Regions from separate parts of the Mus musculus genome. Here all the other regions are linked to region 4. A link is a contact called in public Hi-C, Micro-C and promoter capture Hi-C data. All regions are on one chromosome and are shown on one strand. Each heading gives the region's core, a stretch centred on a gene start, on an enhancer-like site or on the middle of the called end of the contact. The rest is flanking DNA. Distances are from core to core; before and after follow the strand shown.

Region 1 (6,008 bases), core at 358-2,857, 490 kb before region 4:
TAGTGGATCTGCTCTGAAAGTTTGACTGCATGCATGCCCTCTAAGGTCTCTTCTAGCTCCAACATTCCACAATTCCATCATTTGAAAATATTTTTTGCAGCCGGGCATGGTGGCGCACGCCTTTAATCCCAGCACTCGGGAGGCAGAGGCAGACAGATTTCTGAGTTCGAGGCCAGCCTGGTCTACAAAGTGAGTTCCAAGATAGCCAGGGCTATACAGAGAAACCCTGTCTCGAAAAACAAAGCAAAAAAAAAAAAATATATATATATATATGTGTGTGTGTGTATGTGTGTATATATATATATGTATGTGTATATATATATGTATATATTGCAACTAAATTAACGCTGCTCTGGAGTAAATACTCCATTCTTGCTTTAATTGTACACACATTTTTATAGTTTCTAATTGTGTATAGGTGTGTTGAAGAACCAGCCTGCTTCCATCCTAGACTTTAAAAGCCCATTTATAGCTGGGTGTGGTGGCACATGCCTTTAACATGAGCACTTGGGAGGCAGAGTCAGGCAGATCTCTGTGGGTTCCAGCCAGCCTGATCTACAAAGAGAGTTCCAGGATAGCCAGAGCTGTTACACAGGGAAATCCTATCTTGAAAAATAAAACAAAAAGCAAAGCAAAGCAAAAACAAAACAAACAGAAGTCACCTTATAGTAAAAACAAACTAGGTTCATTCCTGCTTATGATTAAATTTTTGTTTCTCAGATTGAGCTATGCCTCGCCTATAGCCTTAACTACAAATGGTTCTGTACTGACCGTTCCAAGAATGCCAAATCATGACATTGTTTCTAAAAGTTGTTTAGAACCATCTTGCAACTCTACCTTTGTTTCAAAAGGTTTTATAACTACCTTGTTATGGCTATCTGTTGTTATGCCCACCTTGCAACCATGACTGTTTCAGGAGGTAGTTAGGACTAACTTGTTATTGTTATATTCTGCTCTTATAACACCTCTCCCTCCTATTTTCCCCATTTCACCCCCGCAACCCCCATGATCTATAAAAACCTTGTCTTCCTCACATCCAATGCTGATCTCTCCAAACTGGCCTTAGAGAGAAGCAGTCCGTGTACACGAATAAAAAAGCTTGCTTTAATTAATTTGGTCATGATGATTTGGGGTGGTGGTCTTTCTCCTCCCATCTTTGGGATTAACATTGTCTCGAGGAAATATTTTGGTATCACTTCTGCCTCCAAACTATCCTTTGCTTCAGCAGGTACCAGCAGAAACGAGCAGAAAACAGAGACAATGTACGAGACAAGCGGAGCTGTTGTCGTCCTCACCCCAGGCAAAACGGAAGTGGTCCTTGAAAATTACCTTCCCAAGAAACTTGCTTTTGAAATATACTTCCTAGTTGTAATAGTACTTCTAAATCGCCTTTTCTTAAACTGCTTTCCTAAGTAGAGACACAGCCCCATTTTCATCCTCAGCACAAACAACAAGGATTAACTCCCTTGAGAGAAGCACCTACTCTTCCAGCTGCGGAAACACACGGAACCAAGAAGCTTAGGACATTGGTTTTGGGACGAGCCCTTTCTCAGAAGGACCAGCCTCCCGGCGGCGTTGCCGTGGAAACGGAGCTCGCTGTGTGGATGTGGCAACTCGCCGAAGCACAGCCTTTGCAGACTATCTGCAGCGGGGGCTCACAGGACCGACGCCAAGATGGTTAGTGGCTCTGAATAGTAAGGGTGGGGGATTTTGAATAGGTTTGTACCTGGGTTTAGAGTTCTCAACGCACTGTTGGATAGAATCTAGGTGCGTCTCTAGAGGGCGATCCCTTTATCCCTCCAGTGTTTCCACCGGGAATAGGGAGGGATGCGAAGAAATCTATGTACCTCGATGCTCTCTTCCCTCCTGCTTCTTCATTTCCCGATACTAGACTGTGAACTGGAAAAAAGAATCTTGGAAGACCTAGGTAGTAGAAGCTGCGTGAGTGTTTGTTTGTCTCTTATGGATAAAGTTGTTGGAAGTAGCTATTCGGTTCCCCTTCAGTAGTAGGTAATGGTCCTTTTACTAAAATGCACAATAAAAAAAGAATCTGAATAGACTTCCTAGGGTCTGATGGTAAGGGTAGATCTGACTGAGAGCTGTTACCCTCAGTTTAAAAATGACTTTTGATAGAACAGTCTTTGCTATTTGTTTTACAGATGCTTTCAAGGGCCAAACCCGCTGTGGGCGGGGAGTCACCGCACACTGACAAAAGAAAGAAGAAAGGGAGGAAGATTCCAAAACTAGAGGATCTACTTTCGCAGAGAGATTTCACTGGCGCCATTACCCTATTGGAGGTAATGTCCAAAGAAGGTTTACTTCTCAGTCTGGTGGATGGTGGGTTGAATGCTGGTTACTATGCTATTGGGACGGGTGGGTACATTATGGGTAATCCAAACAAACATAGCCAGATGCATATTCCAGATTCCAAGTTAACTATAAACCTGATGAAATACAAAACATTTTGGACTGGAGAGATGGCTCGACATTTAAAAGTATCGGCTGCTTTTCCAGAGGACCTTAATTCCCAGTACTCACGTGCCTGCTCACAGCCATTAGTAACTAAATGTTAGGAGATTCAAGGCCTTCTGGCTTCCTTCAACAAAACATATGGTATGTAGACATACATGAAGACAAAACACTTGTACACATAAAATTATTAATTTTTAGTTCCACAAATGGTGAATACAGTATTACATTTAACAGTGTCAATTCACACATTATTTACCATAAATCCTGAGTGATTTGTAACTTCTTCCTATTTACATTTTGGTTAAAAAAAATAAGTGATTTTTACTATTTACAATTTAAAACTATTGTAAACCCATAAAACATTTCAACTCTGTATGTCAGGGTCATTTTTTTAAACCAATGCTAGGTGCAAATCTCACTTTTTTAAAGATTTATTTATTTATTTATTTATTTAATGAAAGTACACTGTAGCTGTCTTCAGACACTCCAGAAGAGGGCACCAGATCTTGTTACAGATGGTTGTGAGCCACCATGTGGTTGCTGGGATTTGAACTCAGGACCTTCGGAAGAGCAGTCAGTGCTCTTAACTGCTGAGCCATCTCTCCAGCCCAAATCTCACTTTTTAATATGCATTGGAAATACCAAGGATAGTTAGCTGTTTCTGTTTCTAGGCGATTGCTTTACCAATTTGAATTCACTAGCTCTGCAGTGATGCATAGGAAGCTGCATTTTGGGTAAGTAGTCTGAGAAATCCTTCTGACCTAAAGTTGTCCTGGGAGGCTGAACTTTGAGAAACTGCTTGTGGAAAGCACTCGGTACAGAAGAGTGCAGGGTGCACCAAGGGACAAAGAGTTCTGACAGCCAGGTCCAGTTATCCTGTGCTGTAATCTATTGTATCACATTTTTCCACCGGCCACATTAATGTGAATCTATGGTCATGTAACTCTGAAACCGTCCATAATACTTGTTTGATTAGCTTTATGCATGTTTCTCAGTGAAACATACATGTAAGAAGAACCCTATGTGTCTTGCTAGTGCTTTGATATTGAGTCCACTTGTTTGGCTCTCGTGTGTCAGCTGTCATCTTTGGCAGTAGGTGAGTTGCCTTGGAAGGACCTTCTAGCAGTGCAAGTCAGAGGACTGAATACTATGTACATGTCTATTTGTTGTTGTTTGTTTTTAAGACAGAGTTTCTCTGTGTAACCCTGCCTGGCCTGGAACTCATTCTGTAGACCAGGCTGGCCTCACATTCAGAGATCTGCCTGCCTCTATCTCCTAAGTGCTGGGATTAAAGGCGTGCACCACCACTACCTGGCTGTCTCATCACTTTTTAAAATTAGCTTACAAACTAGCAGACTTCTCTAAAGCATTTCATTGACAGTTTTAATTGCCCCTCCCCTCCCCTCCTCCTCTAGCCTCTCTTCTGACTCCCTGCTGCATACCTCTCCAAACATTCCCACCTCCATTTATTTCCTCTTGCATTTTCAAACTAAAACATTAAAAACTTATGTCTAGTTTGTATCTGCATGTGGGTATGTGCACCCAAATGCAGGTGCCCACAGAGGCCAGAAGAACTGGATGCCCTAGACCTAGAGTCACATAAAGCTGTGAGCTGCCTTATGAGGGTTCTAGGAACTGAACTCGGGTCCTCTTGAAGAGCAGCAAGAATTAAAAATAAAAGTACCGGGCTGATTAAAGATGAAAATAAAGCAAACCAAAACAGTACAAACAAACAAACAAACAGCTTAGGGGCGTTGAGGGTTTATTTGGCCTATAATTCCTGGTTGCCATTTGTATTGAGGCAAGTCTGTGCAGGGCCTTGAAAGCTGGCCTGCTTGCAATTCTATACACTATCACCTCTGTATAAGGAACTCGCTTTACAACCAAAGAAGCCCTGGGTTTTGGCTTTGTTTCTTTGAGACAAGATGTCTGTTTAAGCAGGCCTTAAACTCACTATGTAGACCAGGCAGGTCTTGAACTCATGAGATTCCTCTACTTCTGCCTCCAGAGTGCTTGGATTAAGAATGTGTTCCACCACGTCCAGCTAAGCATTTACACCCATGCCCAGCTCCCTAGGTTGCTTTACTCAGGGTCTTTATCACAGAAGAATGAATGAAACTAGGACACATGGTAACTGAGAATCATTCTCAGCTCTGTTCTCTGCAATAACATTTAGTTATTATTAGCCGAGGAATTCCTAAGATTGTTTTGTTTTGTTTTCAAGATTTATTTATTTTATGTGAGTACACTGTCACTGTCTTCAGACATACCCCAGAAGAGGGTGTCAGATCCCATTACAGATGGTTGTGAGCCACCATGTGGTTGCTGGGAATTGAACTCAGGACCTCTGGAAGAGCAGTCAGTGCTCTTAACCACTGAGCCATCTCTCCAGCCCCCTAAGTTTTTATAATGGACATAATAGGCTGTCTTCTGGACATCTTTAGCTCTTCTAGTCTATAAGCTAGCCTGACTAGGCTAACAGAATGCTTTCATGGCCTGTCTTCAGAGAAGGTTTATGAATTGTTAATACTGTGTTGTGTGCACATGTGAACAGAATAAGATGGAAGTGTGGGATTGGATGCAGCAGAGCCCAGTGGTGGGAGCCTGGGCTTTGGAGGCAGACATGAATTTAAGTCCCATTAGCACAGGAAGCAGCCATGGGATCTTAGAATCATTGCTAGGCCTCTAACTGTTGGTTATTTGGTTATTTATATAGCTTTTGAGCATCATCCAGAATTATTAGATAATTCACATACTTTCTGGAGAAAGGTGCTAACAAACACAGAAAAACAAATCTGGAATGTCTGGGGGGCAGTGGGGTATGGAGTTGTATGCCAATTAGAACATTACTGTGCTGATTCCTGTCAGTGCTGGCTTAACTGAGCTGCGAGTATTGTCCAGCCTCTATTAGCATTCTGTGTGTTTATCAGTAACTCAGCATACCTTTACAAAACCAAACCAAACCCAGCATCCCAAAGCCTTTATTAATAAAATTGCTTTTGTTTTTTTGTTTTTTTTCATGAAATTTTAATGTGAATGTGAAGTTCAAGCGCCACGTTGGGGAGCAAGAAGACGACACTAACTTATGGATTGGATACTGTGCTTTTCACCTGGGTGACTACAAGAGAGCTTTGGAGGTTAGTGGGGAAAATCCAACCGGTGTTTACAGTGACATTATATGGTATATACTCATGGTAGCAGCCAAGCAATGCAGGAGGAAACAAAGTAGAAGGAAAGCAATTGCCCTATCTGCCTTCCCCAGCCCTATGTCTTTTAATACAGGCATCCACTGATCCTTCTTACCACACTGATTCAGGGAGGGGTGGGGAAGGTAACTAAACACATGGAATATTGTTTGGAAATCTTTTTGGAATAAGCGCTCTGATACCAGCAAGGGTAGAAGAGAGGAGCTGTCACTGGTGGACTGAAGCCAAGACAGCTCCTGAAGGGCTTCAGCCCCAGGTCCAGTTTGTACTCTCATTTCATACTCTAAAACCATGGAAGTAGTGCAGGCAAGCCAGAAGCTGCAATGACAG
Region 2 (6,642 bases), core at 2,920-5,419, 510 kb after region 4:
CAATTCTCCCTCTGACCTCCGTGCATCCTATCCAAACGCCTCCCACCCTACCTGAAACGTGGCCCTCCTCTTGCTAAACCATGAACCCTTTCCTTGGGTTTCATTTTCTTCCGTTCAAACGTCCCATGAGCCAAGATCGGTGGGCCGAGGGGAACAAGTACCCCCTACCCGGGAGGTCTGCGTGGGCTGGGCTGGGCCACCTTCCCTCTCTGGTGTCTGGTGTCCTCCTCCCTCTGCGGTGCACACAGCCTCGGGACTGCACAGCGGCAGCACCAGGAGCTCCGGTGGGGTCCCGGTGGGGGTCTGGTGGGGGCCAGCTGCCAGCGGCGCCCGAGCCGCCACACCCACCAGCTGTCCGCGCTTCCCACGCCCGAAGCCCACCGCGCGCCCAACCCGGCCAGGACCCCAAGCACCCGAGCGCACGCAGGCTCGCACCTGAGACCCGCCGAAGAACCCGCTCCGCTAGACTCCGCTCCCGCCGCCCCCGCCGCCACCTCACCCAGCGGGATGTGGCCAGAGCTTCCGGACGCTCACGTGACCTCGGGGACAGGTGCATGCCGGGAGCTGTAGTCCGCCAGTGCCGCTTTACCTGCGAGCTGTAAAGTCCACTGGTTGGGTTTAACTGAGCTCCTGCAGGAAGGGACTAGGTCCAGAAATGTTAGCGGAGAAAAGCAACGAGTGAGAGATATCATTTGAGAAGAACCGATAGGCTGACCATTTTTTCAAGAGGAGGCGTTATTCTGTTTTAGACTCTTGTTTAATTAAATGCAGTTGTCCATATAGGTAGGAATAGTCATTCACCTGTTTGTATTCACAGCTCTGCACCCCATTGCCATTGCACCAAAATAAATAGTTCGTATTAAGATCCCCAGCAGCGTAGCTGGAAAGATGATTAAATACATACATATGTACGTACATACATACATCTGTGCATTTTTTTTTTTAAAAAAGATTTATTTATTTATTATATGTAAGTACACTGTAGCTGTCTTCAGACACTCCAGAAGAGGGCGTCAGATCTTGTTACAGATGGTTGTGAGCCACCATGTGGTTGCTGGGATTTGAACTCTGGACTTCGGAAGAGCAGTCGGGTGCTCTTACCACTGAGCCATCTCACCAGCCCACATCTGTGCATTTTTAAAAATGGAACTGTAGAGGGCTGGTGAGATGGCTCAGTGGGTAAGAACTGCTCTTCTGAAGGTCCGAAGTTCAAATCCCAGCAACCACATGGTGGCTCACACCATCAGTAATGAGATCTGACTCCCTCTTCTGGAGTGTCTGAAGACAGCTACAGTGTAATTACATATAATAAAAATAAATAAATCATTTTTTAAAAAATGGAACTGGAGAGACGGCTCAGCAGTTAAGAGCAGTGACTGCCCATCTAGGAGACTTAGATTTGGTTCCATGGTGACTCACACTCTAGTTCCAGAGGACCTGACACCCTCATCTGGCCTCCGTGAACATGACACACACAGAGACATACAAAAACACATAAATAAAAATAGAAAGGGGGAGAGGAAGACGTGGAGGAGGAGAAAGAGGAGAGAAGGAAGATTCCCGTGCTACCACCCAGTTTCCTCTTTCAGGGCATCCAAGGCCAGGTAGTAAGAACGCTTCCACCCGGCGCACGCCTTTAGTCCCAGCACTCGGGAGGCAGAGGCAGTCGGATTTCTGAGTTCGAGGCCAGCCTGGTCTACAAAAGGCACTCCTGGACCTGGGTTCATTTCACAGTTAATCTTATGTCTTCGGTGACATCCACCAAACTCTTCTTGACTTACAGACCAGCTTTTAGCTAAACTTTACTAAAACCCTGAAGGGTTTTGGTTAGGAAAACTGAAGCCACAGCAATAGACCCAAGATCCCCCAGCAGAGGAGACGCTGGAGTAATGAGCTAATGCAGAAAGTCTTAGGGTCACCTAAAAGTAACTCAGCAGCCCCAAACACAGTTTATTATTTGTTTGTTTTACAGCTTAGGTGCACACCGTAAGGGGGCGGGGGCTGGAGAGCTGGTTGCTCTTCCAGAGAACCTGAGTTAAATCCCCAGCACCTACATGGTACCTCACATCTGTCTATAACTCCAGGGGATCTGACCTCCTCCAGCACAGGGCATGCACGTGGTGCACAGACATATGTGCAAGCCAAATACCTTACACTGCAAAATAAAAGAAGAAACAAGTAGGGAGAGTCAGGTAAGGGAGGGACACACCCACCTAGGTTGCCAAGGAAGCGCCTGGGGTAGAAGAGGATGTGGGCAAAAAGCAAAACCTAGTAAGTAGATTTCCAGATTGTATGCGGTTCAGCCTTCCTCTTGTGGATTTAAAGGGAAGTTGAAGAGGAGATGACGGTGCTGGGGGTGTTTCAGAGATTAAGAGCAGCTGCTGTTCTAAAAACCTGAGCTCAGTCCCCAGCACCCAGACCAGGCAGCTCACAACCTGCCATAACTCTAGTTCCAAGCAATCCTATGCCTTTTCCTGGTCTCCTTGGGCACCCGAACGTATGGCAGGCACACATAGATTAACACACTCATTCACATAAGTAAGGATTAATTAATTGATTGAAAAAAAATAAAAATGAAGTAGAAAGGCCTCGGATGGGTCTTTGATTTCCACCTCTAGGTGCTCTCCCAGTGTGTGATGCGGGCTGGGTCTGAGACAGTTGCCTTAAACAGCGATCAAAAACAAAACAAGAAACCGTTTGCAGCTCCCCTCTCTGACACTGACGTTGCAAGTCTTCGTTTCCTGCCCCAGCCCACACATTTGCGGTGTATCTTGACCTACAACCAGTTTCCAAGTTATACATGTGACAGTGGCTCTGAAAGCCACAGCCAGCAGCAGCATGTGACAGTGTCTTTTTCTCTGGACAGAGTGAGAAACTAACATAATGTTGGGTTACCTTGCTTAAAAGAGAGATTCTTGAAAAAATCGTGTGGATGGGTTAAGATGAGTCACAACTTAAAGGTTATTTGAAGGCATCACAGACAAGATGTTCTTTTTTGTTTGTTTGTTTGTTTGTTTTGTTTTTCGAAACAGGGTTTCTCTGTGTAGCCCTGGCTGTCCTGGAACTCACTCTGTAGACCAAGCTGGCCTCAAACTCAGAAATCAGCCTGCCTCTGCCTCCCAAATGCTGGGATTAAAGGCGTGTGCCACCACACCCGGCTTGACATGATGTTCTTGAATGAGGAACAATCATCTCCCATTTCAGGCCTGCATGACAAGAACGCTGGGAACTGAACTCAAGAAGAACAGTAAGCATTCTTATCCATGGAGCCATCTTTCCAGCTTGACAATCTAGTTCTTATGATAGGCTCTGAAGGTAGTTAATTATCAAAGTCTAGAATTGATAGAGTCTTTGGGTAGAAATAGGAAATTTACCTCAGATCTTTGCTCTTACTGCCAGCATCAAGGACTAATTGGCTCTAAGTTTTCTCACACTTAAAAATTAGCCTCTGCTGTGTGGTAAAAGTTCTACATAACACTCTCTCCCTACACCCCCCACATGCAGTAAAGCACCTTTATTTTATTCATTATTTTATTTTAGGGCTAGAAACAGAACCCAGGACCTTGCACTTCCTAGGCAAATATTCTACCATTAATCTAAATCCCCAACTGCACTACGTTCTTTTAATTTGGGGCCTTTTTGTTTGGTTGGTTTGGGATTTTTTTTTTCTTTTGCTTGTATCTATTTGGCATGTGTACCTGTCTTCATGCATGTATGTGTGGTCAGAGAACAACTTGCCACTAGCTGGGTCCTGGAGCTAGAACTCAGGTCTTCTAGCTTGGCAGCCTTTACCTATGGAGGCATCTTGTGGACCCTCGCTTTACTTTGTTAAGTTGCTTGAGCACCTCCTTTCTTCTCAAAACAAGTCACTCAAGACCCAGATCAGTATCTTCCTTTAAGTCGCGGTCATCTCAGTTAACAGCCGCTCAGCCCAGCCAAACAAGCGGATCAGGAAGGATGTTCGATGAAGGATGCAGAGCAAAAGAAGGAACAGGGTAGCTTAGCGGGTGTCTGTTGAGTGAAAGGCGATTCTTCTCTGTGCTTTCTCCTGATCTGATGAACACTGGCAGGAAAGCTAGCTGTCTGCGCTGGGCCCTGTACCTGGCCAGCACCTCACCTGGGGCTTCAGGCTCCTTGCAAGTGGGAGGGATTGCCCTTGTTTCCCTTTCGCTTTCTCTGTCCACCGAACTTGACTCCAGGGGCCGGAACTTGAGTTCCCACTGCGCTGCAAGACAAGAGGACGAAGGAGACGACGGAGGGCTGCAGAGGAAAGCAGAAGAAAAAGCAAAAACTACCTGCTCACCAGAGAGGTGAAAGAGTGCCCAGGTAAGCAACAGGTGGACCCAGGAGGTGAAGGGTGCGGGGTTGTGGGATGGTTTTGTCTGGGAGGACTCTGCGGGCTTCTCCTTGCAGGGCTTATATGCTTGCTTAAAGGGAGCCTTTGTAGAGTCCCGGGCACTTTGCAGGGAGGAAGAGAAAGGGGACTTGGAAACAAGGTTTCGGCTCAAGTTACGGTGATAAGATGCCGGAAGTAGAATGGCTTTCTTCAGTTGAAAAGATGCGGAAGGGGGAAAAAAATGGTTTGATTGTGTCTCTTGTCTGCTGGATCAGTTTTCTGTGCGATTCCAGGGGCATCCAAAAACAGAAGTACTAGACCATTCTTTACCTCCTTAAAGCCTTTGGTTTCTACATATAGACTGGATATTTGTGTGCATTTTTATTTGTCTGCCAATATAGACATGGCCTTTTTTATGTCATTAGAAAAAAAAAAACAAAGAATAAATCAGGGAGAAATGAAGGTGTCACAAGGTAGGAGCAATTTACTCAACCTCAAATCCAATCATCAAAGGGGGTGTTTTGGTCTCATGAGATATTTGGAGGAGAGACCTAACTAAATATGTGAAGGACAGTTTAAATGCCTAAGTACCTGCCCTTACAGGAATATGCTTTCTGTTTCAAATGTCTGCTGAGTTGTTATATGGACTAGGAATTCGATGTGCTGCAAAGCGGGAGGGGGTGGGGGTGGGGACATGGGGGTGGGAGGGGTGCTCCGAGATTGACAGATAGGAATCCCATGGGGAGATGGGTTTCAGACTATGGAATGTAGAGCTGTCCCTGTGCACAACTGTATTGAAGAGAAATGGAGTTCTTTGATTGAAGCTATATAAGCACAGGGGTCTATGGATCGAAAGATGCTGAAAGCCGGGATGCAGTTGTTTCCAGTGATTGATGTATTGACTGTTGGGTCTCAAACATCATCATATTCTCCTGGGAAACATGCACATGTGTATCTGCTGTTTTAATTTTTAATTGTGTGTGTTCATATGTGTATACATCACGTGGCAGCCAGAGGCCAACCTCATGTGTCATCCTCAGCTGCCATTCACCTTGAACACATGATATTAAAAAAAGTTTTCTAATTTTTTTTTTTTAAATCTTATGTGTCTGGGTGTTTGGTCTGAATATATATGTCTTTGTTCTGCATGCATGCAGTGCCCACAGAGGCTGGAAGACGGCGTTGAATATATATGTATACACACCACACACACAGGTCTATAATAGGTAATTCTCATAAAGTTTGGCAAATACCATCACTAGAAACCTTTAATGAGTTATTTTCTTTCCCACAGTCAATTTTCCCATAGCGAGCTAGGCAGTGGTGGCACACACCTTTAATCCCAGCAGAGGCAGGCAGATTTCTAAGTTCGAGGTCAGCCTGGTCTACAGAGTGAGTTCCAGGACAGCCAGGGCTACACAGAAACCCTGTCTTGAAAAAAACAAACAAACAAACAAACAAACAAAAACAAGAACAAAAATAAATTTCGCATAGCATTCTTTCACACACACACACACACACACACACACACACACACACCCACCATGAGTTTCACTATGTAGCCTTAGCTATCCTGGAGCTTGCTATGTATACCAGGCTAGCCTTGAACTCATAAAGATCCTCCTACCTCTGCTTCCTGAGTGCTGGGATTAAATTTGTATGTCACCACACTTGGCCTTGCCTTATCATTCTAATTACATTTTTAATTTTGAATATCCTCAAAATTCTAATTTCCTGGTTTAGAAAAATGGAGTACTACCCAGAATAAAAAGACCACGTAGGTGATGGAGTGATGGTTCTGAGGCTAAAAACACCTCAATTCAATTCCCAGCATCCAAGTCAAGCTCACAACTACCTGTCGCTCTGGTTCCAGGGCACCCAATCCCTCTAGTAGCCCCTTCAGCAATTGTACTCATGTATACTCACAGACTCGGGAGTCTTCCTTAAACTGGTCTCTCAGCCAGATCTTGCCAGTTGTGGTGGGTTGACTGAGTCTTTTCGTGGCTGGAGCACATCTTCCTCCTGAGTGATGACTAGAAAGTGATTCCTGGAGGCATTACCTCCACTATCCCAGTCTTTGGGCACCTCATCTCCAGGACGGAGATTTCCTCAGGTCTATAATTGGGTAGAGTTGACTAAATGCTGTTCTCATCAAAGAATGGCTTTTGGTGTCCACCTCTACCTAGGGTGTGGATTTATGGGGCAACTCCCTACTGCTGACCAGTTGCTGGCACCCATTAGAATATTTGCCCTGTGAAAGCCACAACTACCATAGCTTTTCTTCTTCTACAGCAAGAAAATGAAGG
Region 3 (6,724 bases), core at 4,145-6,644, 460 kb after region 4:
TGCACTGTACCACCACACCTTGGATGGGAGCCTAGAACCAGAGTAGGCTGGAGGGAAGGCCAGGCCACGTGCTGGGATGGAAAAACACTACGTGTGTGCCTCTCTCCTATCTCTTTGCAACCCTAGCCAACACAGTCATCTTCTCTGGGCTCTCAGCTGCAAGCCTCAGAACCACAAAGCCTGTGGTGCAGACAAACAGTAAATGGGACAGTGGTTTTCTAAAAACTTATTCTAGGAGTAGAAGTCTTTTGTCTGTGTCTTAAGGTTTCTATTGCTATGATAAAACACCATGACCACAAACAAACTGGTGAGGAAAAGGCTAATTTAGCTTACCCGACCTGATCATAGTCCATCATAAAGCAGGTACCTGGAGGCAGGGACTGGAGCAGAGGCCATAGAGGAGTGCAGCTTACTGGCTTGGTCCCCATGACGTGCTCAGCCTTCTCTCTTTTATAATCCAGGACCGCCTGCCCATGTATACATATATGGACATTCTGACGGGGGCTTTCTCTCAATTAAGATTCTATCTTCCCAAATATGTCTAGGTTTGTGTCAAGTTGCCCAAAAATCATTAGCCCAATGAGGCCAGAAGAGGGCACTGGATTCCCTGAAACTACCCCTGTGTAGATTTTTGCTTCTAAAATGCCATTAGTAACATGTAACTAAAGATAAATGCTAGGTTTAACATTAGCACATGCATACCCAGGTAAGGTCTTTGGACCATCTATGTCTACACTAACACTAGTTCTTCACATTTAATCTGATTTACTTAAGATACGTGCTGAAACGAGTTATCTATCTTGCCAGAAATGCTTCAGGAACTACAGTAAGGAAAGAAAGAAAGATTGGGTGGGAGGTAAGTAAGATAGTATCCGAAAGTTCAAAGGGGCAATGTGGGAAGGCGGATCCAATCTGGAAGTCAGTGTACCAGCTAAACAGCTGCTTGTCCTTGGCCATGGTGCCCACTCTCACCTAATTGAGGAAATGCAGGAAGCATTTCCAGAATTATTGTACCAGAAGATACCATCAGGCAGTAAAGCCAGTGGGCCTGGCAGACAGTGTCTAAGATAAGGGCCCTGAAAGGCCCCAACAGGGTAGGCCCATCACCTGAGGCAGAGAAGACAGGGTAGGGGCGTTCAAGAGGAAGACTGTGAAGGGCTGGGGAGGAGACAGCCCAGAAAAAAACAGGCTCCAAAGAGGTTGCTGAGCACTGCTGTGTCCAAGGCTTCCTGCTGCTAGGTAATCTGAGAGCTGAGGACCGGACACTAGTGTGGAGCCATGCAGCCTGACAATGTAGGCAGCCACTGCAGGAGAACTATTGTGAGCAGTGCAGGGACCATCTGCAAGGTTCAGGAACCATGCATGGCCTGCTCCACCTGGCCTTGGCCCTGGAAGAAGAGGGCCGTACTGTCCCAGGGGCCATAGATACCAAGTATACAAGTAAGATGGATTTGACTCTCAGCGTAAGTAAAGGTGGTGGGAGGCTTACAGCACTGGTTCCACGGGGGTTCTTCAATAAATGCTGCTGGAAAACTCAGAAGGAAACTGAAAACTGAAAGAGCTGGGAGCAAAACGAGTTGTTAGAGGGAAGAATGAATTAGGACAAGAAGGAAGGGATGCGTACAGCCATCACAGCACGATGTGAACTAACAGTCCAATTCTGTATGAGCAAGGAAAGCAATGTCAGCCTGTGGTCTGCACACAGCCATGCACGTACACACATGCGTGTGCGCGCGCACACACACACACGCTCACATAAGCACACATACACACTCTCACATAAACACACATACACACATGCATACATACACACATGCAGATAAATACACACACATGCATATAAACACAAACACATGCACACACACATTCAGACACATACACACATGCATATAAACATACATACACACACACATGTGCAAATACACATGAACCTAGGAGCTGCGGTCACTAAATGTACAAATGAGCATAATATACCCACACAAACCCAAAGATTAAAAAGAAACGTAATGGACCATATAGAGACTGCCACACCCGGGGATCCATCCCATAATCAGCCCCCAAACGCTGACACCATTGCATACACCAGCAAGATTTTGCTGAAAGGACCCTGATATAGCTGTCTCTTGTGAGGCTATGCCGGTGCCTAGCAAACACAGAAGTGGATGCTCACAGTCAGCTATTGGATGGATCACAGGGCCCCCAATGGAGGAGCTAGAGAAAGTACCCAAGGAGCTAAATAGGTCTGCAACCCTATAAGTGGAACAACAATATGAACTAACCAGTACCCCCAGAGCTCATGTCTCTAGCTGCATATGTAGCAGAAGATGGCCTAGTCGGCCATCATTGGGAAAAGAGGCCCCTTGGTCTTGCAAACTTTATATGCCTCAGTACAGGGGAATGCCAGGGCCAAGAAGTGGGAGTGGGTGGGTAGGGGAGTGGAGGGGAAGGGTACAGGGGATTTTTGGGATAGTATTTGAAATGTAAATGAAGAAAATACCTAATTAAAAATAATATCTAGAGTGGTCTTTAAGCAGAGGAAAAAAAAAAACAAAACAAGAACTAAATCAATAAACAAGAACAGACATACCAAAAAAAAAAAAAAAAAAAAAAGAAAGAAAGAAACGTAAATACTCTATAACAATGTTAAGAAGGCTTTTTTTAAAAAAGACCTGCGCTAGAGAGATGGCTCAGTAGTTAAGAGCACTGCCTGCTCTTCCAGAGGTTCTGAGTTCAATTTCCAGCAACCACATGGTGGCTCACAACCACCTGTAATGAGATCTGATGCCCTTTTCTGGTGAAGACAGCAACAGTGTACTTATATATAATAAATACATCTTTTTTAAAAATTTTTTAAAAAGTCCTGGGAAAAGGTATTCACCAGTGTCAAATACAAGAAAAAGATTTTAAAAACCAAACAGTAAGGCCATGGTGGTGCATGCCTTTAATCCCAGCACTCAGGAGGCAGAGGTAGCCAGATCTCTGAGTTCAAGCCTAGCCTGGACTACAGAGTAAGTTCCAAGACAGCCAGGGCTACATAGAGAAACCCTGCCTCAAGTGGAAAAATAAAAAGAAATAAGGGGTGGGGCTCCCAAACTCAAGCTACACAAGCTGTTCCTGTGGGTGGTAAGAGGATATGATGTCCTCTTTGGTAAAAGGAGGCGCATGCTGCTGCTGATGTCACTGATGACTGAGGCAGAGTGGCAGGCGCAGAGCAAGCCAGTCCTGGCAAACATGGTTACCTAGTTCAGCTGCTGAGGGGAAAGTTGCGGGTAGAGCCAGGAAGGCAACAGGAAAGAAAAACAGGATGTTAGTCAGAAAAACTAGTCAGTACAAGTGAAGGTTTTTGCAGCTAGGCGTGGTGGCTCGTATGTGTCACCCCACACTCAAGAGGCAAAGGCAGAAGGGTCATCGTTAATTCCACACCACCCAGGGTTACCAGGAGAGCACCCGTTTAGCAAGCACAGAGGCCCTGGGTACCAGCTGCAGCACCAGGAAGATGACTCGCCACGCTCTGGTCCTTCAACCTAGCTGTCAAGAAGGGGTTTTCTTTCTTTTCCTAAGTTCTGATTTAAGGAATATGTAACTACTATTGTTAAATTCCAGGACAGACACACTTAAGGGCAAAATGTTTCCCATCCAGTCATTCTTTATTTCAGTGTGTGAAAGCCTCCTACGATTTTCCCCCAAATTAATTTTTAATCCATTTTCAAACCAGCCTTTACTGTGGCCTTTTCTGCTATTTTTGATATATGTTAGCACGTGTGCATAGGTGTGTGGGTACATGATCACATGAAGACCAGGGGTCAACACTGGCTATCTTCCTCTATCACACCCCCTCCCCCTTTTAAGTAGTATCCATGTGTGTTTGTGTTTTGCCTAAGTGTACCGTGTGCATGTAGTACCTGTGAAGGTCAGAAGTGGGTGCTGTATCTCTTGACTCTGGAGGTATGCAGATGGTTGTGACTGTCATGTGGGTTCTGGGAACTGAATCTGGGTCCTCTGGGAGAGCAGCTAGTACTCTAAAGCCACAGAGCCACCTCTCCAGCCCGTCACTGTCTTCTGAGACAGGCTCTCTTCCTGAACCTCAGCACTCTAGCTCAGCCAGACCTGTTTCCAATGTCTCCTGAGCACTGGAACTGTGTGCCGCTGCACCCAGATGTGTACACGGGGACTGAGAGTCCAAACTCAGGTATTCATGCTTTCAAAGCAAGCACTTCACCCACCCAGCCAGCTCGCCAGCTCTGACCCTTCCTTCCAGGCAAACATTTAATAAGAAAATGAGGCAAATGCCTAGGCGTTTGTTAAAGCCACTTCCTTCCCAGGTGGGCAGAAGTAGATGGAGAACGTACTCAGATTCAGAGAGAAAAACATCGTTTCATCCTGTTCTGAGTGTTTACAGCTCCATTTCAGGCAGAGCCTGGAGAGCCACGGAGAAGGGGGTAGGTGCTCAAGACTAACCTGGAAAAGGCGGCACGGGCTGATATGAGAACATGAAGATGAACCCACTGAGGAGGACGAACCTCTGAGCCACATGCGACAGAGGCTTCATCTGCAGGCACCACTGAGCAGTCTGCCTCAGAGGGAGAGAGGGGGTGCTCCCTCTAATGGGAATGAGGCCCCCCAGGACCTAGGGCAGGGGAGCAGCTCCACCTGGCAAGGCTGTGGGCTGTCTGCTTCCAGTGACAAGTGCTGGGGAACTCAAGGCACCGCTGTACTTAACTGTGGGGCTGGGCTGGGAGTGCAGGGCATTGGGAGACACACTGGGCATGTGCAGGACCCAGAGTCCACCCCAGCACCACACAGAAAGGGAAAGTGAGAGGCAATGTCAAGCTTAAGCAGGGACTAAGTAACCAAACAACCGCTGGACGTTTATTACAAAAGCGGGGGTTTGTTTCCCCTACCTTCCTATGTTTTGTGTTTTCCCTTTATGTCAGTGACTGAACAGGAAAATGGTCAGAAATCTGTAGTATTCCTGCAAGTTCATCAATACATACCTTGGAGCATAAAGCAAGAGGTGGAAGAATATTTCCTAACCCAACGTGAATTAGGTATCCCTCAAAATTGTACATTTTCCTCCTAGTTTACATAATTTAAAATGTATGTACAGAATGACCTTAAAGTATTGATTCTTATAGAATTCATAGTCTTGAAGACATACACACTACAATCTTCTAAAGGGCAGGCCTCAGGCCCTAACAATCCACTAACATGATTCAATACATACACTTCATACCCCCAGAACAAAGAGCCTTTGTCTTTCCATCTTCTGCTGAGGGAACTTCAGGAACCTGGCTGCGGCTGTGACAGAGACCAATCTTCCAACAATAAGGCTACATAGAACAGCTTCTCAGAGGGTCTTGTCGTTCCCAGACTGTGAACGTGGGTTTGAAAGCTCCATACTGGAATGTCTGAAATATAATAGTCCACAAACAGAAGACTGCTCCTAGGAGTCAGTCAAATGTGAATGAAGTCGGAGGAGAACAAGCCAACAGCCATTCTAGAGAGGACGAGAACTTCCAGAAGCCACAGAGTGACCCAGCCATCGCACAGTGTGATCTTTCCACCTTGGTAAAGGTGTGTTTCGTCCACCGCAGGCCTGTAGCATCATCTGGACTCAGCTCTGCTCTGATGCCTTAATGGTGATCCACTCTCTGCAAATGTGGTATCAGAGCTCCGTACCATAGTCTTCTCATCAATACAACATGATTCTGCCTCCTGATCACTTAGCTCTTGATTAAGGCTGAAGAACAAGGGTCCAGGACCAAAACCGGTATCTAGCGTTAGAGGGATAAGCTGACAAGCCCAACAAAGATGCTGGCAGGTTCATTTTCCTTTCAGTACATTCACAAATGTTATAAAATTCTCCAGGAACTGCTGTAGTGTAAAAAAATAATTCGCCCCTTCCTTGCCTGTGTCTGGGGTAGCTGGCAGTGTTGTAGGATGCCTGACAAGCCAAGGCTCCATTAGTGTTTAGAGAACTCCACACGAGTGAACTGAAGGCCTATGGGCCCTCCTAAGCTTCCCAGTCCGTCCTCTCCTGTGGGACCCCGTCATTCATTAAGTGAGTGAGCTTGTCTCCTTTGCACAAGAGAAAATACTTCCCTCACTATTAACGGCAAGATAAACAGAATTGTACAACTTGTCTGTGAAGAGAAAAAAGTTTTTAAAATGAACAACTTACTTCTCTTAGAGCGTCATGATTTGAGCATTAGCAAATGGATTTGAGCGAAGACATTTTGACTTCACAGAAATAAAACTTTCTGTCTTCGGTGAATTAGAAAATGACTTCTGAAAATTATAGTTAGAACAACAAACATAATGTCACACAGCTGTGAAAATATAACTCGTGTGCCACTTCCACAGGCAAAGCAAGTCATGAACGTCAAGGTTCTTACACCAGATCTGGTTTTTGCTGCAATAGTCCCTTTGTTCTATTTAGCAGGCCTTTATGAGCTTTTATATTTATTCTTATTATTTACCCTGTGTGTGTGCATGTGCATGCAAGCATATATGTATGTGTGAGGAGGGAGGACGAGGGAGAGCGTGAGTGCGCACACATGTACAGGTACACATGAAGCAGGGAGAGCGTGAGTGCGCACACATGTACAGGTACACATGAAGCAGGTAGAGCTTGCCTTCCACCATGCTGAAACAAGATCTCTCATTTCTGCTGCTATTCCTACAGCTTAGCTGATCTGCAGGCTTCTGGGTGACTTTCCTGTTT
Region 4 (6,094 bases), core at 2,136-4,635:
TGCCAGTGTTTACAAGTCTGAATGTGAAAGGTTCTTTGGTTTCCTCCACACTGATCAACAAGCCACGTCTCAGGCAAGTGAGGCATAGTTAACTTGGAATTTAGGTCTCTCTAGTTGGGAATCCAGAGTTACAGACCCCTGTGACTGACTTTTGCACTACATGCTGAAAAAGCCTTGGTAAGCAAGTTGATGGAGAAATATAATCACAAGGCAAATGTTTAACCTTCTAAGAAAATATCCCCCTTTATTACAAGAAGTTTAACTTGATCAGTATCAAGCCACTGAAAACTAATGTGATATTTATAAGCCGACTCTTAAAGACAGTACTGGAAGACTGTTACACTTTGCCACTTATTAATCCCTATTATCAAATATGCTTTGTTTCAAAAACAGCACACCTGTCTAGATTTCTACATTCCAGCCTTCACTCGGAATCTGAGTCACACTCCATTTGAGAAATTCCAGCTAGAAAGTCTCATGTGTAATTAGACCTCTGAGAAGAATCATGTGGAACTATTAGGAGGAGAAATCCCTCTTTTGGAGAAGTCTATTAAAAAAAAAAGTCCTGTTCATTTATGACCACACACACACACCCCACAGTCCCTGGGTTCTGGTGGAAATATGATAAAAGTCAGGTTCACTGAGTCCACAGATTGTCACTGGGGGTCAAGGGAGAGGTCAGTGTAGTGTTGGCCATACTCTGCACTGTGAGTGAGCATGGGCACTGGAAGCATAGGCCTTGACTACGGAGGTCATTTCTCTGTCTCATAGCATGCCTAACAGTCTCTCTCAAAAAGACCAGACAGGCCTGAGCTCTGGGCTGAGTAACTCTGGGTTGGTGGGGAAGAAGTGCTGAGCAAGAGGAGGAAAAGAATTCTAGAGATGTAAGAGATGCTCCCAAAGAAGAAAAAAAGCTACAAACAAAAGAACAATTAAGAGAACCCACAGACAAGGCCCAAGGAAACCCAGGATGGAAAGGAGGTGACAAATTAGGTTGCCTGGGATAGAGGAGGGCTGGAAAGTAAAACTCCAAGCAGAGAGAGACCTCTGAACCCCACAGTCCCACAGTGTAACACTTTACACACCTGTAATTGCTTTTCCGACACAATCACTAAAAGAACAATGTCCTAGGACCAACTGTGCTGGGTCTTACTTAGCCCCGGGGGCTAGCCTACATTCCTCATGGATTTCAAATGAAATCAACATAATCAATGAAGTTCCCAGGGTGGCTTTGTTCAAGGTTGACAAAATACATCCCGACCCACCTCCCCAGCTTCCTGGAAGAGGAATTTTTATTCCTCTATTACAGTTGTGAATTCAATGCCAAGTTCTTTCTAAAATGCTCACCCGGAGTGTCCAGCAGAGGGAGTCTCAAGGAGGTACTTAATAAAGAGAAAACTGTTTCATTTTAACACTCTAGACAGTGGGAGCTTTGACTGCAGCCCCCCTCCCCTAGACACAGATGAACAATGAATGCCCGACATGGGTTCTCCTACATGTTCACGTCCCCACTGGCATGTTTCTAGTCTACGTGGTGGAGTGATCCGAAATTTTGTTTTGTTGTGTGGAACGGTTAAATAGACCTTGTGTTCTTCGGAATCAAAGAGGAAAGCCCCTGGAATAACATTTCTCTGTTGCTTTCTAAACAGCCCCTTTGTTTCTAAGAGACTCTGGAAAAAATATTTACAGTCCATAGGTTATTTACAGCCTTGTTATTCAGAGCCTGAATGGTAAGAGAGTCCATGCAGAAACCTAATTCATTTAGAGCCCTGGTACTAATAACAGATTTTCTTTTCAGATAAGTTTTTTTTTTTTTTTTAAATCAGCCTCTCCTAACAGAGATAAAACTATTAATGAGATCCCTGTTTCACTCGGCCCAACAGTTCCCTGGGTTTATAGGATTACAATCTCCCCTAGCCCCTCCTCTTGGTTCCTGGCAAACCCGTTTCCCTCTCATTTGCGATTTCATACACAGAATATCTGAACAAAACCGAAAGAAAGCCAGATGGACCCACGCTAAAAGTATGTAAAGGGCTGCTATTTCAATGATTTCACGAGAGAAACATTTTCACGACGAAATAACTGAAAAAATCTGGCACACTTTGGTTGAAAAATACCCGGTACTACAAGCACACAAAACCCCATAGAAGAGTAAAAACTTAGTTGATTCCGGCTTGATTTTCTCGCTGCAAGCTGACGGAACTGACTGAAGAGAACCGAAAGAGTGCGCGAGGCAGCTGTATCGCCTTACCTTTTCTTTCTTCTAAAGACAGTCAAATGGGAAAAAAATCAGCCAACGCCAGGTGAAGGTGCACAGCACCGATCTACCCAGGCCGAGCCAGAAAACCTTCTTTCGCACCCCCTTCCCCGCCCCCCCCAAAAAGCCAAACTACATTCTCCCTTCCACACGCCAACTGCGGGGAGATTTTGAGCCTATTTCATTGTTCTGCCTGGGTCTGAAATGGACTTTTCATCTCAACCCTCTCTCATCGCTTGGCCCCTTTCAATCGGATTCCACAGCCACCACCACCACCACCACCCCCCAAAAATCGGAGGCTCGGGAAGAATAAAGGAGTGTGGGGTGGGAGTGGAGATGTTTGGAAAAGGGAGCAGAGAGGACGGACAAGTAGAAAGGAGATCGTTTAAAGGTAATGGGGGAGGACCGCATCACCTTCATTTATCACAAATAAACAGAAAGCAGTCACGGATCCGTCTTTTCCCACACGCCGCCCCCATTTCTTTTCTTTGGGCAGCAGCCCACCGGCACACACCCCCCAGCCGCCTTCTCTGCCCTGGAAATAAGATCCTGCTCCAGGCCGGCTCCGGTCCCGTCTGGACCCAGGATGGGGGCACCGGGGAAGGTCGCGAGCCCCCAGGACCAGGGCCCGGGGCTGCGGCCGGGGGCTGCCGGGCGAGGGGCCGCGGGCAGAACAAAGCTACGGGGGCCGCGGCTGGCCGAGCGAGCGGGGGGATCGCGGGCCGGGTGCCCCTTACCTTCGTACACGGGGGCCATCGGGGCCGGGGTGTCCGCGGTTCATGGCAACGGAGAAGGGAACGCGGCGCGCGAGCTCGGCCCCCTCAGCCTCAGTGGGAATCTGCCATCTTGAGCCTGTGTCTCCGCTCTCGGCGCAGCCCAGGCCGCCAGCGCCCGCATCACCGCCTCACTTGGCCGGCGCCGGGGGAGGGGGCCGGGCGGGCGCGTCGCCGCCGCCGCCGCCGCCGCCGTAGCCGCGGCCCGGGCCCTGCGCGGGGGGCTCGGCCGGCCCGGGGCGGCTAAGGCGCCGAGGCCAAGGGCCGGGCGGGTCCGCGAGGGCGGGAGCCGGGGCGGGCTGCGGCGGCCAGGGCCCGGGCCGGAGCTCAGCTCCGCATGGCTGTGAGGCGGGGGCGCCGGCAAAAGTTGCCCGTGAGGAGCAGGGGGAGGGGGCGGGGGCGGGGCGGCGCGGCCGGGCGCGAGCGGGCGGGCGGGCAAGCGCGAGCGAACGAGCCGGGAAGAGCCCCAGGGAGTCCGCGCGCAATCGAGCGCCGATGGCACGGATGCGAGGCGGGGAGGGCCGAGCCGAAGGGCAGAGCGGGGCGTCGGCGGGGGCCGAGCGCGGCCCGAGGGGAGCCGAGCGGCCGTGCGAGCGGGGCTGGGCGAGAGCGCGGTGCGCTGGCCCGCAGCCGCCGACCGGAGCTCCGCGGTGGAGGCGGCCACAACTTTGTGTGTGCGTGCTTGGGAGTGCGCGCGTGGGTGTGCGCGCGCCGGCCGACCGGGCCGGGGAGCGCGAGCGGCTGCTGCCGACAGCAGTCCCGCTGCCGGGCAAAGTGTCTTCACCCCAGCGCGTGCGGGCTCCGTTCTAGCCGACACGCGGGGGAAATGACTGGAGGGAGTGGGCGCGTAGTCCTCCCGGGAGAATGTCGGGGGAGCTCCCTGAACTGCTCGGGGAAAACGCAACGTCAGGATGGACGCCTGATCCCGATGTTTGGAGAGCCCTCTCCTCCATCATCCGGGTGGGAGGGTCCCACCTAGTGGCTCCAGGGTTTTGCTTTTTTTCTGCTCACTCGGGCCGGAGCGAAACGTTCTCTAAACTCTCCTAGCCTGGATCTCTGCCCTGATTTGCCTCTCCAGCTCGCTTCTGGACGTCTGCACGGGACGCCCTGCCTTTTGCCTCCAACTTACGAAAACTTGTTGAGTCCTGATATATGAATAGTTCATAAAAGAAATTAAGTGGGTGACAACAAAGCTTCTGAAAAGCCAACAAAATATTAGTATCCAGCAAAAAATATTTTGTCTCATAAACCCTTTATTTTCAGGTATGAATACTGGACACCTGATGTAAATTGTATTTCCTACCTGTAAATCATAGGTCCAAAACAGTTTAGAAGCTACCTTGAGGGTGGGGATGTAATATGATGACCTCTAACTCTGGAGAACTTTCTTTAAAACAAGCCCATTGTTTTCTTTTCTTTTTAAGACCATTGTTTTCTCACTATCTTTCCAGCTTCTGTATCCCGTGCCCATCCACCACCCAAAAATAAAAAAACAACCTAGCTCCTGCACACACGTGGCTGGTTTTGTTACTGGAAAATAAGTTTCACTTCATCTTGGGATGGTCCTTGACGGCGATCTTCTTTGCCTCAATATTTCATATTACATTACACTAGTGCTTTCCTTACTCTAATGTTCTTCACGTTGTAGACTCCTAGGCGACCATTGGTAAGGGGAACCTCAGAGATCATCTAGGCCTGCCTTGCCGTTTTGCAGTCCAAGAAGCCCACAACAGTAAAGGATATTATCCAATGATACAAAGTATTGGACCTTAACTTTAGATCTTTAGGCCCCTACGATCTTCCTTCACACTCTTCACTTGTCCCTTTCTATCCCCTTGTAATCCTTAACTGGTTTCCCTAGATTTGTTCATGGCCGGTTGCTCCTAAATACTGCTGCTCTCTCAAATGGAGTGGTTCTGGCCACTCCATGCTCCTACTTCTATCTTCTAAAGACTCACCTTCATCTAGTGCTAAGTCTCTTAGTTCCTTGGCTTTTAGTCAAGACAGACAGGTTCCAACTTACCTCTCCTAGGACATGATTTCAACAAATCACTGCCTCTCCAGCCCGACTGGTTTACCTGTGGTCCTCTGCCAACCTTGCTCATCTATGCCTTTGCCCAAAATGTCACATTCCCACAAGTGGTGTCTTCTCTCTTTAAAGAATTCCTACCTCCCTGCAGGTTGGCTCATTTCCTCCATAAAACAACCTAAATAATGTGAAGAAGACAAACCTGAGTTCAAACCCTAGTTCTCCCACTTGGCAAGTGTATGAACATGGTCTCCTTGTCTGACCTCACTGAACCTTGGTTTCTACATCTTAATTATAATAAGAATATTAATATGAATATACGCTCCCCTGCACTCATCAGTTTCTACCCCGCCTTTACTACATAGATATGCAATTGCTTGTTGCTTCCTCTGCCTCTTTCCATGCTGGTCAACAGAACTCTCTCCATTCACTTGTGGCACTGAACTTATGATGAAATGCAGCTAGTGCCTGAGGAACTAAACATTAATTCTAATAGGCACGGGTGGCTAGTGGCTACCATACTGGGCAGTGTATCTCTAACTATAAGCTCAATGAGGGCAGAAACCACACAGGTCTTACTTAACATGTTATCCCTAGCAACTATTCATTGCCTGGTGTATGTAGGCAATGGGTGGTAATGATAACTTATTGTGTCCTCACCTGTATCAGCACAGTGATTAGGAACTTGACTTTAAACAAACAAACAAACAAACAAACAAAGTGTTTCATACACTTCTCACCACTGCTTCTGAGATTAGATTCAAGAGAATTTGTTTAAATAGTAGGGGTTCAAGAAGAGGTAATGATTACTATTCCAAAGCCCTACTGATTTTCATCCTTTCTTTCCCTAGGATGATCCTCCTTTCGGTGTAAATCTTCTACCCCACCTGTACTGGCAGCTCCTTGGGGCAAGTTTCCCATCAGGCTTGCTAGGATAGCCTTCACCTCACTATTTGCCCCGGCTAGTAATGGCCTCTAACTCCATCCAAGATGCTGGTGCACAGCAGATAATCTGGGTAGTCTTAGTCTCTGTTA

The links. Hi-C and Micro-C count contacts between places; a contact is called where the count stands out from the background. Capture Hi-C pulls out chosen DNA fragments and counts their contacts.
Region 1: a contact with region 4 is called in a Micro-C map of embryonic stem cells, with 5 times the contacts expected there. The contact joins the promoter of Ttc26 here to the promoter of Hipk2 in region 4. A contact is called at or near these places in 3 of 39 promoter capture datasets (the C10 cell line and pre-B cells), 1 of 484 Hi-C or Micro-C datasets (embryonic stem cells) and 1 of 115 datasets of contacts at active chromatin or transcription factors (pro-B cells).
Region 2: a promoter capture Hi-C map of adipose tissue shows a contact between it and region 4, with 2.1 times the contacts expected there. The contact joins the promoter of Rab19 here to the promoter of Hipk2 in region 4. A contact is called at or near these places in 1 of 115 datasets of contacts at active chromatin or transcription factors (memory CD8 T cells) and 1 of 9 other capture datasets (adipose tissue).
Region 3: a contact with region 4 is called in a Hi-C map of cardiomyocytes, with 1.9 times the contacts expected there. The contact joins the enhancer-like site here to the promoter of Hipk2 in region 4. A contact is called at or near these places in 7 of 39 promoter capture datasets (the 3T3-L1 cell line, 3T3-L1-derived adipocytes, cranial neural crest and 3 more), 5 of 484 Hi-C or Micro-C datasets (B cells, the MNK3 cell line, cardiomyocytes and 2 more) and 11 of 115 datasets of contacts at active chromatin or transcription factors (astrocytes, embryonic forebrain, embryonic hindbrain and 8 more).

What each region holds. Positions count from the first base shown.
Region 1 is chr6:38,379,917-38,385,924 of GRCm38.p6, forward strand. It overlaps Ttc26 (tetratricopeptide repeat domain 26), which reads left to right and starts at 1,608. Exons shown (of 18, transcript NM_153600.2): 1 at 1,608-1,677; 2 at 2,160-2,297; 3 at 5,517-5,609. The coding sequence starts at 1,675.
Region 2 is chr6:39,377,184-39,383,825 of GRCm38.p6, forward strand. Rab19 (RAB19, member RAS oncogene family) reads left to right here and starts at 4,170. Exons shown (of 4, transcript NM_011226.2): 1 at 4,170-4,326. It overlaps Slc37a3 (solute carrier family 37 (glycerol-3-phosphate transporter), member 3), which reads right to left and starts at 524. Exons shown (of 15, transcript NM_028123.3): 1 at 436-524.
Region 3 is chr6:39,331,142-39,337,865 of GRCm38.p6, forward strand. It overlaps Slc37a3 (solute carrier family 37 (glycerol-3-phosphate transporter), member 3), which reads right to left. Exons shown (of 15, transcript NM_028123.3): 15 at 3,629-6,143. The coding sequence ends at 6,051. Among named protein-coding and RNA genes, the nearest start is that of Gm26008, 35 kb to the left of the region's middle. Within about 2 kb of position 5,395, at least 7 of the 459 cell types and tissues checked have an H3K27ac peak or open chromatin away from gene starts, as enhancers often do.
Region 4 is chr6:38,872,805-38,878,898 of GRCm38.p6, forward strand. Hipk2 (homeodomain interacting protein kinase 2) reads right to left here and starts at 3,386. Exons shown (of 15, transcript NM_010433.2): 1 at 2,995-3,386. The coding sequence starts at 3,013. It also overlaps a transcript of Tbxas1 not described here.